Regions from separate parts of the Mus musculus genome. Here region 2 is linked to region 1. A link is a contact called in public HiChIP or PLAC-seq data. All regions are on one chromosome and are shown on one strand. Each heading gives the region's core, a stretch centred on a gene start, on an enhancer-like site or on the middle of the called end of the contact. The rest is flanking DNA. Distances are from core to core; before and after follow the strand shown. Region 1 has its middle 76 kb from the start of Speer4f2. Region 2 has its middle 15 kb from the start of Gm31555.

Region 1 (3,527 bases), core at 418-2,917:
CATTGCCTATTTTTTTGTCCCAGCCCTGTGGGAACAAGGGATCAGATGAGTGAGGTGAGAAAACTTGCGTTTTCTGACTCACTTTCATGAAATGAAAGTCCCTTGTCTCAGATCTAGGAATTACATGCATCTGTGAACTTCCATGCAACTGTTGTGTTTGCTGGCAGAACCCAGGGGTTTGACACCATCTCACAGTATGGTGGCACAGCATTTCAGGTAACTTCCTTCTGTTTTAGGTAAATGAGCACACCTATGCCATCCCAGGCACGTTGGGAAATGTTTCATCAATTCCAGTTCAGACAAGAGCAGGATAGTGTTTCTAAGGGGTATGAGGGATGGACATCAGATCAGAATGAGGTTCCAAGTTCATTTCTCAGCCATTTAATTGTTCATAACTTACTGTGATGTGAATGTGAACAAATACAAATAAATGTCCTAATTAGCAAATAAAAGGTGGTCTCCAGTGAAAGAAATTCTTAGGGACATTTACAGCTCTGTGCAATTGAGGTATCTTAATTTTCCCAGGGAACTGCAGCAAAGAACTGCAGTTAGGTGGCTTGAACCAGAGGAACTGTTTCTCACTTTTGGATGCTTAATGTCCTAGATCAGGGCATCAGCAGGATCAGTCCTGTTTTCAAAGCCATAAAGGAAGGGCCCATTTCAAGAGTTATTTTATTGCCTTGTAGAGAATGTCTTCTTCCTCTATCTCTTCATGTTTTCTCTCTGAGTGCTTGCTTCTGTGTCCACAGTCCTCCTTTAAAAAGACACATTGTCTTGGCTGGAACTCCCAAGGATGAAGTCATCTTGCCTAACTAGCAACTTGTACACATCCATACCCATAATGACAATGTTTCCCAACACTCTACAGGTTAGTATCCCAACATACAGATTTATAGGGGTACAACACAAGCCATAAATATTTTTGGTAATGCTTTCTGTTTGTTTATTTTACTGTTCCCTTTTCAAGTAACATATTATTTGGTGGTTACTTTGGTCATTTTTTAAAAACATGTAAATTATAATGAAAACTTCTGAGTGTCTTGTTATTTGTTATGCAGGATCCTCCGTATGTTTTCAAATTAGTTAAATGTTATGTACATACTTGTTAGTCTTCTGGGAGAAGTGTGTATGGCAATGTCCGTAGGGGATCACTTCCAAATTTGTCATGAAGGCTGTTAAACTTTTATGTTTATGATGAATGTGTGATTGTACCCATTTACTCAAATCCTCACAGTTTCATCTTGCCACACATGCACCCAGCCTTTATGCTTGCATCTTTTAAGTTTGGGTGTTTTTTTTTATATTTTATTTTTATTTTTGACATTAATTTTATTTCTGACTGCAGTGCTGGACTGGTGAGAAATCCTATTCATTGTTTCATTCAAATACTACAGAGACACTGAGTGGGACGTGTGAGAATTTTTTTTATTAGGTATTTTCTTCATTTACATTTCCAATGCTATCCCAAAAGTCCCCCATACCCTCCCAACCCCCTACTCCCCTACCCACCCACTCCCACTTCTTGGCCCTGGCATTCCCTGAAGGAGTTACAGCGAGATGGTTTTTCCAGCAGAATGTGAAGTTAATTGAAGCAGTGTAACACACAAGAGCAGAGTGACTGCTTCAGGCATGGGGATGTAGGGAATGAGCCAGGATAAAAAGAAGACTTAAAGACAAAGGCTACTTTCTCAACCGGTTCTTTCCAAGCCCTTTTCACTGGTGGAGGACTTGTTAATGAATAATCACTATTGAACAGCTGCCATGAAAGCAAACAGAGGGCTATTCTACTATTAGTTACATTTTTCATTCAAAGGTTATACATTGACCAAATCTTTCCTATTAACCCAAAGCACGCAGAAAGGCATGCTTGGGTAACCAAGTCAGAGGAAAAGGAAAGGGTGGAAACAGGATCAATGTAAAGTCAACCGCAGATGAAACAGTCCAGGGCCAAGCAAAGGAGGGAAATGGAAGTGCTGGGTGCCCAGATTTGATGTGGAGAAATGTGCGGTTCATTTCACTAATCCCCACAATGAAACTCGAAGTCTAGCGTGTTTCTTTTCGTGGAAAAACAGGGCATTACATTCTTAAAAGTACAACTCCAACTGACAACAGCTATTTATTTTTGTTTTACATCTTGGTTACTAAAAAAAGAGAGAAAGAAATAAGTCTTTCAATAAATGTTATTATTATTCTTTGCCTACATTGGCAATATGATAGGAAAGTTAAACAGCTGAGATTCTCATTATGTAATACTGTAATCACTACTCTAGCCTGGAGTTTTTATTCAGAAAACAGATTCAGTGAAAAATCTTCTCTGACCTTGAATTTGTTCTTGTGGCTAGTTTTGGTTTTTTTGTTTTTGTTTTTGTTTTGTTGTTGTTGTTGTTGTTTTGTTTTTTTGGTATTTTTTGTTTGTTTGTTTGTTTGCCTTTGAACTTGCAATTTTCCTATTTCCATTTCTCCAGTGCTGCCAGATCCCACCTTTCCTGGTTTCATTACTGTTTTATTCCTTAGCTAGTCTCTAGATTTATTTACAATTTTTTCAAGCCCTTTATTACAAAAATCCCCTGATTTTTTTTTTCCAGACAATGTTTCTCTGTACAGCCCTGGCTGTCCGGGACCTCACTCTGTAGACCAGGTTGGTCTTGAACTCAGAAATCTGCCTGTCTCTGCCTCCCGAGTGCTGGGATTAAAGGCATCCACCACCACTGCCCAGCTCCAAAAGTCCTCGGAAAACTCACAGTATACTATAAATTATTTCATTTTAGCTATCAATTTGCTTGGTAAATAATCTATTTTATAGTGGCATCATTGAATGAATATTTTAATTTACTAATTTTGCACTATATATATTATATATATATAATAAAACCTCCAAAACAACTTGTACTTCACAGTTTCACTGAATGCATCTGACTAACATATTTACATTTAAACCATTAAACATATCAGATGCTTCATATAATCAAAGATTTGTGATAAATCACCTCCCAAGAAACTGAGGTCAACCAAGTCTGATTGTCTCACCTGTCAGATTGAAGACAGGGTTCAGTTTTAAAAACCCCCAAAATTTGACATTTCCAACATTGAAATGAATTTGTTGGAGAAAATAAAACCTTTTAACTCAGACTTCATGAATAATATATCTAGTCTCAATGACATATTTTAATATTAAAAAATAAAACATAAAATCCCCTGAACTTTGAAAGCACTGGAGAACTGCAAATGCCCTGTCCTGACAGCAGTTTCAGAGCAGCACATTACTTTGAAATTGGCTACAACCTAGATTTTCTTGACTTAAATGTTCCTCTACAAAACTTCTCCAGCACTTTCTCTACTGACTCTTATTAGTTTTAAATTTTATTTACTGGCTATTTTATTTACTTACATTTAAAATGTTATCGCCCCCACCTCTCAGTTTCCTTTCCACAAACCTCCTATCCGTTTCAACCTTTCTAGCTTCTATAAGGGTTCTCCCCAAACCATGCACCTACTCCTGTCTCGGTACCCTAGCATTCTCCTACACT
Region 2 (3,214 bases), core at 266-2,765, 260 kb before region 1:
CTCCCTAGAGCTTCCCCAACCAGAGAGAAGAGACTTAGATCACAGGGAAGTTTATGATCTTCTTGGTCTTTCAACACTGTTAAGTGGTCGTAGACAGACTCTATTTCAAGCCCTAAAAACTCTCTCCTCAGTTCCCAAAGGAAAAAAAAATAATCCATTAAAAAGAATCTATAAGAAGTTCCTATAGAGTATACTACAACTGTGTAATGTACTGAATCTGGACTCTCACACACATGCCATTTTCCACGAGTTTTCCTTTCATTGTCATAACCACTCGACTAGATAGTAGACAAGGAACACTTAATACAAGCCCTGTGGGTCAAGAATGCCAGTACAGCCTCCTGAGAAATGGAAAAATGAATGAGAACCAGTTCATGTGTGTGGTAACACCAACTTATACTTGGATGACAAATCTCTCCACCCAAAGTGACTTCTAGAACACTATCAATTTGAAAGCCCAAACTTACGTAGACTTAACTAGAATAGGAATGCTTAGCCTTATGAAAATGTCAATGGCCTGTCTCAGCTGGAAACAGCTGTCACCTTTGTGGAGGTTGAAATTTAGGTTTTCAGCTAGCCACTGACCATCTTCAGCTTCATAAACATGACAACATTGTTGAAAAGACTAACTAGTAACAGAAGTAGAGACTCACAAAACACAATTGCAGCACTGCTTCAGAACCATACTGAAATTGCCCTAGGAGTCTTGACTCACGTATTTCCACAACTGAGGACTGTACAGCTGTTGCTCAATAAAGTAAATACAGAGACTGTGCTTTCACTCAGTCACCAGTTTTCCATTGTGAAAGAGAGATGATGAATAACACAGACATTCATTATCAACAACATTTAAAATCTATGTACAACAGAGACTGTGGCACACAAGTCACAAATAAATGTCAAATTTTCAAGTCTCCCATCAACTGCGTATCCAGCATCACTTACTAGGATTCACACTATCAGTTCAATGCTGTCTGGGCTGTGGCCTTGGATGACTCTCTTTGCCTGTTTTCTCACTCCTATTCATTTGTCCGAATCATATCTAGTATCTGTTTCTAAAGAAACAAGTTAACAGGTCTGTCAACAGAATATTCTTCACTTTTCATGGGAAAAATTCCATAATCTTACTAAATATTTAATGCAAAGAGGAATGCCAATGCCTAGAAATTAAGAGTTGGCCTCTAGGCTTTTTAAATCCATTGACAGCATTGGGGAAAGCTGTAAGCAGAGAGCAAACTTGAACTCATTTTAATGCTGTTACACTGACAAAAATCCAAGCATTTATAATCACATTGTTCCCTAAGAGCCCCAGTTCTAATTAACAGATTCATTTTTCTCGTCCACAGTCAGCATGGTCAGCACACACACACACACACACACACACACACACACACACACACACAGACACTGTTCCTCGCAGCCTGCCTGCCTTTTCTTAGCTGCCCCAGACAGTCTGTTGTCGAAACCAGCTGAGTCATGTCACTCTGCTGCTCCTCAGTAATGAGTCGTCTCTAGGCACGTTGTGAAGACATGCCAGAGATGTGTTTTTGATCTCCACCTAGTTTTTAGTCATGCCTCAGGCTGTGGCCACATTACTGAAATTTCCCGTGCGTTGCCATGTTCAGTAGGACAAAGGGAAATTCTACAGAACTGCTACTCAATGTTACTCAATAAATCAGTAACAGAAGCAATGAGTGGAATGGAATGAGAAATCCTTGGCTCATAGCCTTAGAACCACTTCCTTCCTGCAATCAAAGAGTGGTTAGTACGTTGGCTTGCAGGGGCTATGGCCAAAGGATAGTTTTAAGAAATTAATACGACGATGAAAACTTGAGCTATACGTAGAGTTTTCAAGACAAGAAATTGCTACTTTTCCCTTTCTTGGAGATTCTATTCATCTTTTCAGATTTATCTGGTGACTAAATATATGCCCACGTTTAATGTTTAATCAAAATTGTTCATGAAATTAGTAGGTGAACATAGAATTAATTGGACGCCATAACTAAAATAATAATTTACAAGTAACACACTAAGTCGGTAAATACTATATTCATTTAAAAATAATAATTTTCTACTCTTTTGTCTAAGGAAAGGGTTGAGGAGAAAATTGCTGCCGCCAAGTTAAAACATTAAGAAATGTCTCTGGAAACATTAATTAAATAGTAGCAAGGTGCTAGAGATACTTGAGGAAAGTGAAGAATCAATTCTTTTTATTTAGATTTTCCAAACATAATATTTTATATATTATTTGGAAATTTCTCATAATACACCCTGCTCATATTCAGCTCTCAGTTCTTTCAGGTCCACTCCAAAACCCTATAACCTCCCACAAAATAAAATAAAATAAAATAAAATAAAATAAAATAAAATAAAAAAATAAAAGAAAAAGAAAAAAAATTACCAAGTCCCATACATAAAATCACTTGAACATGTTCAAAGTCCTATGACCAGTCCCTTCAAGAAAACCAAGTCCTTCTCCCCCTCGACCTCTGCCAGGCGCCATCAACGTGAAGAGCTCCACTTCAGTGTCCCTATCACAATTTTGAAGAGTTCTCTTCAACGGCTTCCTGTCTAGACTGTTTCTTTTTTGGGGGGTTGGGGGTGGGGAGGAGAGGTTGTCACAGAAGCCTTCTAAGTCTCTAGTTACCAAATGTGACTCTGCAGTCATCAATAGCTCTGCAACAAAAGCTTACTTGTCCACTTACAGTCAGTGACAGCCCAGCCATGGACTTCCACACGGCCTCAGGTAACAGCAAGGTCCACCTACCTCAGCATGGTCTCCTGTGGCAGAACAGAGCACAGAGATCAACAAAGCCCTGGGCCACAGCATGTGCCACAGACACGTACTACAGACACCACCATATCCCTCAGAGAAAGCACAGCCCATGAATAACATGATCCATGCAGCAGCACGGCTCATGACCCTGATGATATCATGGACATCAACACTGATTCAAACGGAAGTACAGACCGTGGACCACCACATAGACCCCAGGCATCAACACGGCCTGCAATGGCAATATGGACTAGAACACCAGCACATTCCCCAGCGGTAGCACCGACCATGGATACCACAAGTCCTCGGGAGCAGCAAGGACCATAGAGGTCTTTCCAGAATGCCCGAGTCGGAAAATGAATGCTTTTCCATCTCAGACATCCTGTTGATGCTCAGAGAGAGGGCAATCTTGCTGCTGGGCAACGTATCCAGTGGCAG

What was found. HiChIP or PLAC-seq counts read pairs in DNA pulled down with a chosen protein or histone mark.
Region 2: a FOXA1 HiChIP or PLAC-seq map of pancreatic cancer cells shows a contact between it and region 1. The contact joins two enhancer-like sites. A contact is called at or near these places in 2 of 484 Hi-C or Micro-C datasets (the AML12 cell line and uterus) and 1 of 115 datasets of contacts at active chromatin or transcription factors (pancreatic cancer cells).

Annotation. Positions count from the first base shown.
Region 1 is chr5:17,295,036-17,298,562 of GRCm38.p6, reverse strand. No RefSeq gene overlaps it. Among named protein-coding and RNA genes, the nearest start is that of Speer4f2, 76 kb to the left of the region's middle. Within about 2 kb of position 1,667, at least 29 of the 459 cell types and tissues checked have an H3K27ac peak or open chromatin away from gene starts, as enhancers often do. A contact at or near this core is called in the AML12 cell line and pancreatic cancer cells, where this site is marked.
Region 2 is chr5:17,554,637-17,557,850 of GRCm38.p6, reverse strand. No RefSeq gene overlaps it. Among named protein-coding and RNA genes, the nearest start is that of Gm31555, 15 kb to the left of the region's middle. Within about 2 kb of position 1,515, at least 94 of the 459 cell types and tissues checked have an H3K27ac peak or open chromatin away from gene starts, as enhancers often do. A contact at or near this core is called in the AML12 cell line and pancreatic cancer cells, where this site is marked.